Regions from separate parts of the Anas platyrhynchos genome. Here region 2 is linked to region 1. The links are chromatin contacts, called in public Hi-C maps. All regions are on one chromosome and are shown on one strand. The core of a region is the stretch at or near the end of the contact, and the rest is flanking DNA. Distances in the headings are between cores, read along the strand shown. Region 1 overlaps FAM13A (family with sequence similarity 13 member A). Region 2 overlaps FAM13A (family with sequence similarity 13 member A).

Region 1 (6,190 bases), core at 2,249-4,748:
GTGAGTGGGTACATGTTACTCGAGATACACTCTTTCCAGTAAAGCAGGCAATTAGGAGAAATGTAGAGGAAGAATGATGTGGAGGAACATCCTCTGAATAGATCCCCAGTGGAAGACAGTGCAAAGTTTTCATACTGTTGTCCTCAGGTTTCCCTCCCACTTTTTTTGGCCTGCAGTAGAGATACGTTTAGTTATTGCCTGGAGCAGGGAGAACACAACCACGTCTTCCTTTCCTGTCTGTGGCTCTATAGACTCTTAAGGGTATGCTGGAGAAGAACTCTGCCTTTCCCTAAGTGCAGTCAATAAAGTAATAATCAGATTGCATGTGGGCTGGGTAAAATACCCTTCTCTGTAAAATATTATTTAGTAAAGTTGTCTGGGGCCCAAGGACAGGGTTCAGGAAGTGCTGGGTAGGAAGGTGTTGTTGTTTTAGAAAGTCCCTTTTTTATTTTTATTTTTTGGTCATAGCTGTGCTTCCTTTTGGATCTCTCAGATTTAACCATGTCTGACTCATGAGATGCATTTAATTATGTTCCTTCGCTTAAATCACTTTAAGTGGAAATTTTGTATAAGTTGCACGTTCCCTGTTCTGCATCCCTATCCCCACAAAGGTCATATCACTGTATTGCGCCAGAAACTATTGATGTACTTTGTGAACTGTGCTGTTTGTGGAAAGTCTCATTCATTCTTGCTTCCCACAGGAAATACAAAATTCCCCAGTGATTTCTATGGAAATGAGATACATATCCATACTTAGCAGACTTGCTGTTTCAAGTAAAAGTTACTGGTGTAAATCACAAATCCGGTTCTCCAGAAGTCTGTTTAGCTGTGATGTACCTTTACAGTTAAGTTTGCATGTATTGTACAATAACCTCTAGTTCTAGTTCCATTATATTTTTATTAGGGTTAGCTGTTATGGCAAGGGGAAGGTTTTGGTGAAGTTTGCAGAAAACTGAATTGCTGTTTTTTTTCATGCACTGGAAAATGTATCATAAATTGCTCTGAAGGGCACTGATTACTTTCATAGGGTTCAGATTAGTTGCAGTGGTCGATGGGCCTGTGTTTACAGTTAAATGATCAACCAACTGTGCAGGATTGGAGGAATTATCTATTCACTTATCAAAGTATGTGCAAGGGTATTTGTTGCAAAATGGTACCAACAGCAAGCATGCCTGGGTGTTCTTTTTGTAAACTATGAAGAAAGTAGGTCAAGGTGTTTCTGAGCCAACAGGTTATTAAAAAATACCTTTGAATCTGGAGCCACTTCACTCTATATCTACAATGAAGGCAGTTACAAGCTCTGTTACAACCTCTGTATTCCCCTCTGTTGAAGCTTTGCATGGGAAATGTGTTTTGTGTCGTTGTTTTTTGTTCTGTTTTGTTTTCTGTTTTTGTTTTGTTTTGTTTTGTTTTGTAATCAGTTTAGAATTCCTTTGGAATATTTTCAGCGATTGGTATCAGAATCTTTTAAATCAGCTAAAAGTGGGGCCTGAGAATAATACACAGTTACTTTCCGTCATATAAAAAATGTTAGGGAGTGATCCCCCCCAGTTAAAAATAGCTGGACTGAAAATCCTACCTGAGATTGTAATCCTTTTTAAAGCAGGGTATAGTCCACATTACCAAACCAAAGAGTAAATGATCTGCCCTCTATTGGAAAAGAGCAATGTGATACGTTGGTAGTTCAGGAAGTCCACACAGCTGGTTTGGCATGCTATCAGAAGCCTGTGCAACAGCGGTGTGAAATGTGCATGCTGCCGCTAAATCCTGACGCAGTGCTGATTATATAAATATTCAGAGGAATTCCAAGACTATGCAGTTCCAGAAAACATCACGTAGCGTATCCTATGGGCAGTCTGCTGCATCCTGACCTTTCCTCTCTACCCTTGGAGAAGGGCAGTGGCAGTGGGAGTTGAAAAGGGCCTCCATCTGTAAATGGTGTTGTCGGAGATGTGTAGCAAGTACAGGATAGAGACACACTGGTAGTGATCTTTGTGTTGACTGGTCTTCTCAGAATGCCTGACAAATATGAACATTGCTTTTTGCAGGGGGTCCTGGGGTCAAAAATGTCCACTACAATCTGCTCTGTGTCTGCAGTTTTGCTGGAGAACAGGATGACTGAAAGATACTTCTTTCAGAAACCTCATTTGGAAGTAATCAGTAGCTCCTGTACAGAGATCCGTTTGAGCTTGTTTATTCCTTCTGGCTTTTCATTTCTTAACTTTTTTAACCCAATCACTGGCTCTTAAGACATTTGTACATACTGAGAACAAGCTCTGTATGCACAGCTCTTACCCCTTTCACAGGTCACTTGCTTTTAGCAAGGCAGATTGCTGTTATCCTTTTTAGCATGCAGAAAGTTTTTCCATTATGTGATTTTTTTTCTTTTTCTTCTTTGTTGCATTCCTTCTCCAGAAGGGGCACAGTGAAATGTAGGCTCCTGTCTTCCTTTGGCACTGAGTCTAATTAAGTTGAATGCTATTTGATCACTGAAAAATTTGCATTTTTCAGTATGTAGCAGCTAGATGAGAGTTCTGTCTCTCACACCCCTCCCCTCACAAACTGTTACAGCTGACAAGGTTTTGTGCAGTGCTAGTGAACAGCTCTGAAAGCTCAGGGAGAAGGATGGGAGGTGGTGGAAGGGAAGGATGAGCTCCCTCCTGGATCAACGAGTCATTTTAGGGAACACTTGGTAGCCATCAGCTGCTTGAGCTACATGAACAGGCAGGATCAAAAATACAGATTGTGTTGGGGGATTTTAGAGGTCAAACTTCAACCTGAATAGTGGGTGTGAAAATGAACAAATGAGAGATGACTCTTTAACCACTGTAACTGCAATAACTGGAATAAATCAGATTCACTAATTGTCTGTGGCTCTCCAGGCTATACTGGCATGTCTTTAACCTTTCCCTGTTAGCTTTTATTGTCATTTTGATGCTATTCTGGTTTGGAACGACTCATGACACTTCTGTTTTCTACGTGCTGAAGAGGCTTGCTGTACACTGAAAACATTTGGAACCAGCTTTCTTGTGCAGATGGCAACACTCAGCAGAGCTGCAAAAGAAGTAACAGGACAACTGTTCCCAGTATAGTGACGGAGGGTAAATACAGCTCTGTGAAGTGCTTTAATGACAGAGAGCAAAGGGTCTCAAGTTGAATTGTGATGACAACCTTCTCATGGCAAGGACTTTCTGCATTTCTGCTTCTGATGGCAGCAAGGTGTGATTTTATTTTTTTATTTTTTCGTCTGGGGCAGAGCCTTGTCTGAAGCAGATCACTTCCTGGCAGAGGCTGGAGTCCCACTTCCTGGTGATTGTGGAGGAAGAAAGAAACACTTTGATTCCTTCAGCAGCCTAGCCTAGCAAACACAGTGTAGTGGCGACTGCAGTGTACAGCCTGCTGCCTCTGTGCCAGAGATTGACTTCTAGAGGCACGTTGATAGCTACAGACAGATGCAAGCTCTTCTGTCTGCCCTCCAGGCTGGTAGTATGCAAGGCAGCTGAAAGCTATGCAGACGTGATAACATGACGCTGAGCCCTGGACTCTCTTCCTTGCCTCACAGCAGAGGTAATTAGCTAGGGCACGGCGCCATGCTGATAGAGTTTCAGTGCTTGTAGGCTGGAGTTGTTTGGGGTCAGACCATTTGGGCAATGAACAAGTTACACGCACCTGTCTGCTGGCATCTGTACCTTTGGTGATGTTCAGACAGCATGCTCTGTAAGGAGAAGGAGTAGCATGAAGAGGGATTGATTGGAGAGCTAGATCGTGCCAGGAGTGTGTCAAAGAAATTCAATATGTACAGAAATATTTTCCAATGGTTCATCCTATGTCCCTCTTGTGATCTGTGGGTGTATACTGAAATTAAGCAAGACTGAAAACACGCTTGCAAACTTGTCTGTGCCTCCTACACTGTTGAGGCTCCTGTTTCTAGGTAATTAACATTTTTAGAGAGTGCCTGCTGTTTTCAGTTGCCTCCTTGACTTCTGCCCCTCAGCAGCGAGTCCCTAGCAAAAGCTCGATATGCCAGGGAAAGTACTGTGCTTGAAAATAACAAGTGTTTTGGTAGCTGGGGGTATTTCTATGTGATTTAAATGCATAGTTATAATATTGAATATGATTTAAATATAGGTTTCTGAATTGCCTTTGAAAGTCTGGCGCTCTGCTGTTTCTATTATTGACAAGCTCATTTGTCTCATCTCAAGGCACTGCAGCATATGCTTAGCTTCATGCTGCACTCTGTAATCTAATTTAATAAGTAAGACTGCTCTTGGTAGTCTTACTTCCACAGGACATCTTGTACCTTGCAAAATTAGGCAACTACATAAGCTTAGGGCTTTGATACACTTGATGCTTGTCTGTATGGTAGTGTAAACAGCTCTGGTACCTTAATGTTTCTCTGATGGTCACTACCAGCTGAGTAAACTTTTATGATTGATTTTGAGACAAATTGGAATATTGTCTAGCAGGTGGAAAAAAGAAGAAAGAGCACTACAGGAAATCATCTGTCATGACTCACAAATATTTGGGCTCTCCAGTAAGTTGAAAAACTGTTTTATTTGAAATCTTGTGGTCATGGACAGCCAAGTTCCATTCGTCCTGCAAAATGTGCAAAGTGCATGTTACACTGTACGTGCACGTTACTCTCTGAATTCAGTATAAGGGTAATTAGTAGCTTTTAGAAATAAAGCTCGAGTCTCAGCAGCAGGATAATTAACAAATTTGTTGATTTTTGAATTGCATTGGGAGGAAGGTTCAATATCCTTCCCTTGCCTTTTCACTGGAAAAGGGGGAGATAGAGAGAGATTTTCTTGTTCCCCTTTCAGCAGGGCAAAGAATTTCATGGCTCAGTGAATGGGTTTTCTGTCTCCTGCTGTTCAGTGGTTCTGTGACATGCAATTAGTGTAGTTTCTGAAGGTCTTATGGTCTGATATCTGTCTGTGTTTCTAAAAGGACAGAAGTGAAAGCAGAACACACCTGATACTAAGATAGTACTGAGGAGGGAACAAAGGTTTTGTTGTGTCCAGAAATAAGCATCTCCGGTCCACACCACGTACTAAATCGTGTTTAATGACCAGGGACATCAGACCCACTAAATACAGTTGGTATCATGAGGCCACTAGCTTTCTGTGTAGTCAGGGCAAATCTGTCTTCAAAATATTTTGTGGAGGTTATTAGCATCTTTCTGGTTTTAAAAGGATGGAAAATCCTTCAGTAAATGGAAAAGCACCTGTCAATCAAATGCCCCAGTGGGAGGTTCAGAGAGGCAATTAGTTCTCAGGGGCATTCCCTAATTAGGTGATGGGGAGATGGTAGTAGGAGATGTTTTTTTTGTTTGTTTGTTTTTCCTGAGTGGGGGCTTTGCCATTCCTTATCATAACTGCAAACAATTTATAGTTAAAAAAAAAAAAAAAAAAAAAAAAAAAAAAAAAAAAAACACTGTGCAGTTGTTTTGTTATTCAAACAGAAGTATGTTACAAGGTGAAATTCAGTGTTCTCTCTATGGGGAAATTAGTTTTGTTTTGGTTTTCTTTGAGCTTCATGAAAAGATAATTAGTAATCAAGTCAGGGACTGTCCATTCCGGTTTATCAGTGAAAATACAAATCCATTAAATTCCTTATTGTTATTCAATTTAACATAGACTTCTAGAGGCATTGTGAAATTTTGCTGCAGAAATAAAAATAAGTCAGATTTCCTACTCTTACCAAGCTGATTCATTGTAATGAAGTCATGATATTTTTTTTTCTATATATCTCAAAATATTTTTCAAAGAAACACTTGCCATAAGTAAGCAAGTGAGATTTTTGCATATTTCCTTCATGCATATTTGATACTTGCATTCTTTGATGGAGATAATTTCTTAGCTGCAGCAGAAAAGAATATAGTTAATCACTTAGTTGAAATGTCTGGTCCTATAATTTAACTGGCATTTTAAACTTTGGCCTGCTCTCATGAAGTAATTCTTATTAAGTATGCGGTATCAAAACAGAGAGATAAAAATTAGCATTCTGTGAGTATAAAACTTCCAAAGGCTTTTCTCGCCTTTTACTGCATGTCATGTAAGGCAGGAAACTGAAGCGTAGTAGCAGATGAAATCTCGGAAATGCCTCTATGAAGTGATAAGTACATACATACAGAAATTAATTTGCTTCCCAAATGATATGCACGGTAAGTCCTGTTTATTAGCCACAA
Region 2 (6,190 bases), core at 2,683-5,182, 61 kb after region 1:
GAATGTGCTGTCAGCAGTAATCGTGCTTGGTGCCCTTCCTGTGCGGGTCAGCTCCCTGGTGCCAGTGCCCTCTGGGCACCGTGCTCTCAGCCACAAGCTGGCCGTGCTGTGCCTGCCACAGGAACCCTTGTGCTGAAGTGCTGTGACTGCATCGCTGCGTGGTTGGTGTGTGGAGGTTGGGGAAGGTGGGAATGCTGCTGTTTAAGAAGCTGTGGTGATAAAATGTTACTTGTCATGAGAATGGCCAAGTATTATATCTACCCTGGATCTAGAAGACGTAAGCCTGCCTTCAAAAAAAATCATATAATGGGCTTGCATAGAGCTGTATGTACTATACTGTGTCATTTTATTCTATATATAGATGTCTGTGGAATGGCACATGAAGGGATATGGTGGCCTGCTGCAAGGGAGTGACAATAGGGACTTCAGGGTTATGTTTCATTGCATGGGAAGAGACAGAAGGCCAAATGTGTTGATCCCTGTGCTGCACTATGTGCTGCTTTGCCCAAAGGGCACTTGTAAATGGCACGCTGGTTGCAGTCGTCATTTTCCAACAACCTGTCCACCAGCGATTGTCTCTTTTATTACTGTTAATCTGTTTTCTGAATGGCATGAGCTTTGTTTAATAACGTAGGCTCCTAGTTAGAGCATTACTAATACTACTCAAGTATGTTTGAATTCATTTCCTCTAGCTCCGTGTGCTGCACATTTAATAAAAGTCGTGTGAAGCTGAGACCTGTGCCCGCCTTCGCCAATTGCAGCTGTCAGTTTCCATAGGAGATAAGAAATCAAAGTACACACTTAGGCCTTGTTTGTGATCAGTGGCCTCCTTTGCTTTGCACTTTGCTGAAACAAATCAAGGATGAACAAAAAAGAAGCCATCACAAATATTTTTAGATGCATATCTGATGGAGCAGTCACGCTCCCTTCTATTTCTAATCTGTACAGCAGCAGTTCTCTGCATGGACTGTCTCGCTTGCAGCCACATTGGGTTTGTTTAATTTATATTATGAGCTTGTTTCCTTGGAGTCTTTCACAAATACCGAATATTTTAGCCACATTTCTGTTCCACTGCATTTTCTTCCTTTTTTTTTTTTTTTTTTTTTTTTTTACTGGCGGCCTTGTTCTCTTTAACAGATTAGTGAGTGCTTCTGTGTGCAAAGTTGTATTGTAAATAAGTCTGATCCTTTGGACTTTGTTATCACTTTCCATCCAAGGTAGCTGGAGTGTTTCACAAACACTATTGAAGTATGTTCTGGAACATCTCCCTCTGGGGGTAGGGAAGATTTATCAGGTGTGTTTGGTTTTGTTTTTTCACTAGTCAGGAATTAAGAGAAATTCAAACCTGTAGTCCTTGTCTTCCTGAATTCGTAGTCATAGCCTATCACAAAATGTTATATAACTTTTTGGCCTTCCAGGCTCGCGTTTGATCCATTGAGTGCTCTGTCTTCTCACAGCTTTGACTTTGATGCATGTAGAAGCATGTGGAAGTTTTCCTGGGTACCACAAAGCGGGCAGCAGAGGGGCCTCTGACTGAAAAAGGAAACTGACGTGGACGTTTCCTTTGGTGTCTCATGGTGTCTACCTGATTAAGCAAGAAAATGTGAAAATTTATTGAAAAGCTGGGCTCCTAGATAACTTTATTTGAAGCCTGCAAGCTCTTACCAAACAATCCTGAAACAGAAATTGCTGGTTACCTGGTAACAGTCCTTCATGATTATAATGCAACAGGTATGCGTGCATTATGCAACTTCACCCTGTTACATTCTGTGAAAAGGTGAGACTTGGGCTGGTACATGTCTTCTGCCTCTTTCTGACCCATTTTCTAGTTTTATCCTAGTAAGGACTGTTGCCAAGCCACAACTAGAAGAAAAGACGCTGCCCTGGCTTTCATAATAAGCCCCAACTAGTTTTAGAAGTAAAACAACAAAAGCAGGCTGTTTAACATTGACGTCATTTTATAAAAAGATAAACATATTTGCAATCCAGGAGGATAGCAAGTAGAAAATAATTATACAAAATTAAACTGTCGAGGGTTCTCTTGGATTCAGATATGTGAATATAAAAGTAAAGTCAGCCTCTTGCTTGCAGTGGCATTTATCAGCTGGAAGTTTCGCCCATTAAATCTTACCATGGGGTAGCCTGTACTTCCCTGATGTTTCTGCAAAGTGGGAGGACATTTGTAAAATGTTTTTAGTGTATCTTTTTTTTTTTTTTTTTTTTCAATTCAGGCTTTTTGCCCTAATCTTGCTGCCCTCTCACATACAGGCTGCACAGAGTTATGCCTGTGGATAATGCAGTATATTCCCAGTATGGCTGTACTGAATGTCAGCTTTTCTGAGAATTAAAAGGCTTGGGTACTCATGCTTTAACCTTTGCTGTGGCAAACAGAATAATAAGTAGTACATGCTCCTCAGACGTGTGACGGAGTGCTCCTTCATATTCACCTCCGTTTATCCGTATAAAATAGTAATTTTGACATGATGAATGCCAGTTAGAATAGGCCACAGAAGCCCATACTTTTTGGAAGATTAATGGGGAACTCTCTCTCAGAGAGGTCACTTCCTACTGCCCTGAAGTCACATTGATCCACGCTATGATCTCTCTGGCTTAAGACATAACTCAGTTGAGACCTCTAGGAAAAACATTGATTAAAGAAGTTTGGGGAAAATGGAAGGATCCTTTGGAGATTAGTATTAAAATCAGTACCAATCCACCCCCATGTGAGTTATTCAAGACGTTTTGCAGTGTATGCAAGTTCAGAATTAAATATACTGGTTTATAAGTCTAATATTTGACATTTGACTAATTTAATGAGTAGCTTAAGTAGGTACTTAAGCACAAGTGTAACTTTATTCCATGTTTTAAAACACGGTTGGGCATAAATGTAATTATTGGAAGACTGGAGATAAATATCAGAAAAGATGCTTTTTTTTGAGCATAAAAGTTACTCTTTAGGTCAAATGAAAATGTTTTCATGGAAATAACTCTCACAGAGAAATGGATATTAAACATATGTTTGGTTGTGCTATCCAACAGTTCCTATATAGGGCATTCCTCTTTCTCTGATTAAGGGTATAGAGCAAGGGGGGCATTGCTCAACAATTGATGATAAATGCTGCTTTTAATGATGACCAATGTATCACCACAGTGTTAATGTGTTAGATTAGATTTATGATTATTCTTTCATTAAGGGAAATATTATTTCTTCTTTTGCCTGACATACTTTAACACTTGCTTTATTTGAAGGAAGGAACTTATATTGCCTGCTATTTCTCACATGCACAAACATTACCTTTTACCCACTGCTGTTAAGGACAAACTATGAGTAAATCACTCTGCTGAGAAATTAAGTATGCAATACATTTTCATGACAGTTTCAGTCTTGCATTTGTCACAAGCTTGAAATAACTTTTTTGGGGAAGTAACTCAGGGAAGAAAAAGAAATGCTGAAAAATGCTTGAATAAGTCAGGAAATTCAGCAAAAAGCACTACTTTGGCCTCTGAATCGTGTATTCCTTGAAGCTGTTTTTAGCGCCATTAATGTTGATATTAGTAAATCAATAATATTATTAAAATCCTTTTCAGTTGCAAAAATCGCATGTCTTTTAATGCAAGATGGCATTATGGTTCTGAATGGTAAGAAGAAAAGAGGGCAAAAAGTCTTAACAAGTCACTCAAGCTTAGCCTTTCTTTCTCTCCACCCAGAAGCTGCATCAACTTTTTATACTCTCAGTAATTTGACGCTACTGAATTTTCAGTGGCTTTTTGTTTGACTGTGTTAAAATTAGAAGCAGCAATCTCATTGCCTGAAAAAAAAAAAAAGTATTCTGACTAAAAAATAATTAATTTCTTTTGAAGTCCAGAAGAGATGGTGGTGCAATAGAAAGAGCCATTCCTTTATCTAAGTTTTGAGGGCAGAACAAATAGAGCCTATGGCAAGGCTACGCGAAAACATGACCTTGGCTGAGCAGCATGATCCCGCCAGTGTGGCGACCCTTCATCTCTGGTGCAAAATGTTGACACTTGAGTCAAAGTACATTTTCGTGACTGTACAAAATAACACATTATTTTAAGCAACGAAATGTCCCATTTAACTTTCGGAAAGAGATGCGCAGTAGGAAAGCAGTGTTTGCTTTACAGTGAAGTAATGCAGTGCCAGGAAACCAGGACAGAAGCACTCCAGATAATTGAGAACAAATAAAACAGGACTATTAAAACCTTTTTTTTTTTTTTTAAAGTAGTTTATAAAAAGTCAATAATAAGTCAGTAGTTTATAAAAAGTCAATAAGGCCCTCTCCAAACACTATACTTGTAAAGCTGTATGAGTGACATGGGAAGGGAAGTCCACTGATGTCTGTTTCAGAGACAGGTTTGGTGGCCCTAAATCTTTAAGACTTGGCTCTCAGCAGGTCAAACAGCCTTGTTTGGGACTGAGCTCTTTGGGAAGGGCCCAGAGCCACTCTCTGACCTGTGGTGAGAGTTCAAGCCAGCAAGGGGGCTGGAGCAGAGTAGTTCTGGGGTATCCCATATGCATGGAAATAAATCAGGAACTATCAGTCTAAATGGGTGTTTTACAGCTTCAGCTCTGGAGTGAGCTGAACTCCCTGTTTGGGAAGGTCATTATGAGACACACAAGAACAAAAAAAGGAGAACAATCATTTCATATTTGAGAATGTGATGGTGTGGTGGATGGTTGCCTGCAACACTCCTGTTACAAAAGGGAGGGGGGAAAAAAAAAGGTAGCGGTGGTTCCGTGTTGAAAATTTGTTGTTTAACCATTAGACTTCACCGAAGCTTTCATGTTTCCATCTTTAGAGACACAAAGGCTGCCTTGCATGAGTGATGTAAAATACATGTGCATTAAAATACTAAGTCATGCCAAACTAACTAGGGGTGAGAGTGGCATTCTTTCCAGTCTGACAAACTTTTCTGTTAGCTCTCTGGGGATCACAAATACAATGAACACCAGTACTAAAATAAACTTACAAAGAAAAAAGGTTTGTTTGTTTGTTTTTTCCACTTTAGCAAGTTGTTTTTTTGTTTGGTTTGGTTTGGTTGGTTGTTTTTTTTGTTTGTTTGTTTGTTTGTTTTCAAGAAATCTGTTTTAAAAGAGCACCAGATTTTTAGGTATCCACAGGAGTATGAGAAATTGCTCTCCCAGGCATTACATGAAGAGCAATTTCTGTTTGATCCCTTCATTTAGCAGAGCTAAATATATGTGTCTGAGAAGAAAGAGATGGCTATATTTGGTCCTCACCTGCTTGGCCAGGTTATCAGTGGCATTTGATTAAATATCTGTTTTGTTTTGGTTTTTAATTATTGTATCCTTTCTCAAGTATATTCAGTGACTTCTGGCCATGAAACAATATGTAAAAACTTTGAAGGTATAAAAATATATAATTTGTTATTAAACCTGCTTGCCAAATGGGTAATTTCTTTCCTGGGTAGAAATCTAGACTGTATAGGAGATGCACTTTGGAATGACTTGTCTCTTCCTTATTGTGGCCAACTGACTTGTTTTGCCAGGTTGCTATGCCAGGTATGAAATTCTTTCTGCAAAGGTCCCTTTAACCAAAGAGGAATTATGGAGCATAAGTACAGTACAGGTGAACGTATAGCATATCTTAATGACAGCATTTCCTTTAGAAAGGATGTAGTATGTGGTGGAAAGGGCTTCCTAGCAGTACTAATAAACCCCCTTCAGTGCAAGGTGTTTTAAAAATGAGCAAGCAGTTGTTTTTTTAATAAGCACAGTGTGAGTGATAGTGAGTAAGAGTCCTGCGTGGAAGGTTTTAAACCAACTTCTACCCTGTTTATTGTGTAATATCTACTGATGATCACTTATGATTCATATCTTGTACATTCTTGCTTGCTTGCCTGTCTCTTCTATGTCACAGGTCATGTGATGAGGTGTATAAAGGTTTAAAACCTTTCACACAATTTCTATTTCTTTCATTAAACTGTGCTTTTGTGCATAACATAAGCACAGCAGTATATTATCTTACCAATACTTAAGACTTTCGTAAAGTATTTTAATCAAAATAGAATCCTTGTGTGCTCTGTGAGTGCAGTAGGGCCATCTAACATCTCACTTGAGGGATTCAAAACTATTTGAAATAGCTGGTTCAAATCTGTTCATAATTTACACAGCTCTCATCTTCCGTCTTGCATAGGTGAGTTGACGAAG

Evidence for each region. A called contact is a pair of places that touch in the nucleus more often than the background predicts.
Region 2: a contact with region 1 is called in a Hi-C map of F5 follicle, with 2.5 times the contacts expected there. The contact joins two enhancer-like sites. A contact is called at or near these places in 5 of 8 Hi-C or Micro-C datasets (F5 follicle, liver, skeletal muscle and 2 more).

What each region holds. Positions count from the first base shown.
Region 1 is chr4:14,789,088-14,795,277 of IASCAAS_PekinDuck_T2T, forward strand. All of the region lies in intron 3 of FAM13A (family with sequence similarity 13 member A), which reads left to right. Among named protein-coding and RNA genes, the nearest start is that of FAM13A, 9.6 kb to the left of the region's middle. Within about 2 kb of position 3,499, at least 4 of the 8 cell types and tissues checked have an H3K27ac peak or open chromatin away from gene starts, as enhancers often do. A contact at or near this core is called in F5 follicle and small yellow follicle, where this site is marked.
Region 2 is chr4:14,849,964-14,856,153 of IASCAAS_PekinDuck_T2T, forward strand. All of the region lies in intron 6 of FAM13A (family with sequence similarity 13 member A), which reads left to right. Among named protein-coding and RNA genes, the nearest start is that of FAM13A, 70 kb to the left of the region's middle. Within about 2 kb of position 3,933, at least 5 of the 8 cell types and tissues checked have an H3K27ac peak or open chromatin away from gene starts, as enhancers often do. A contact at or near this core is called in F5 follicle and small yellow follicle, where this site is marked.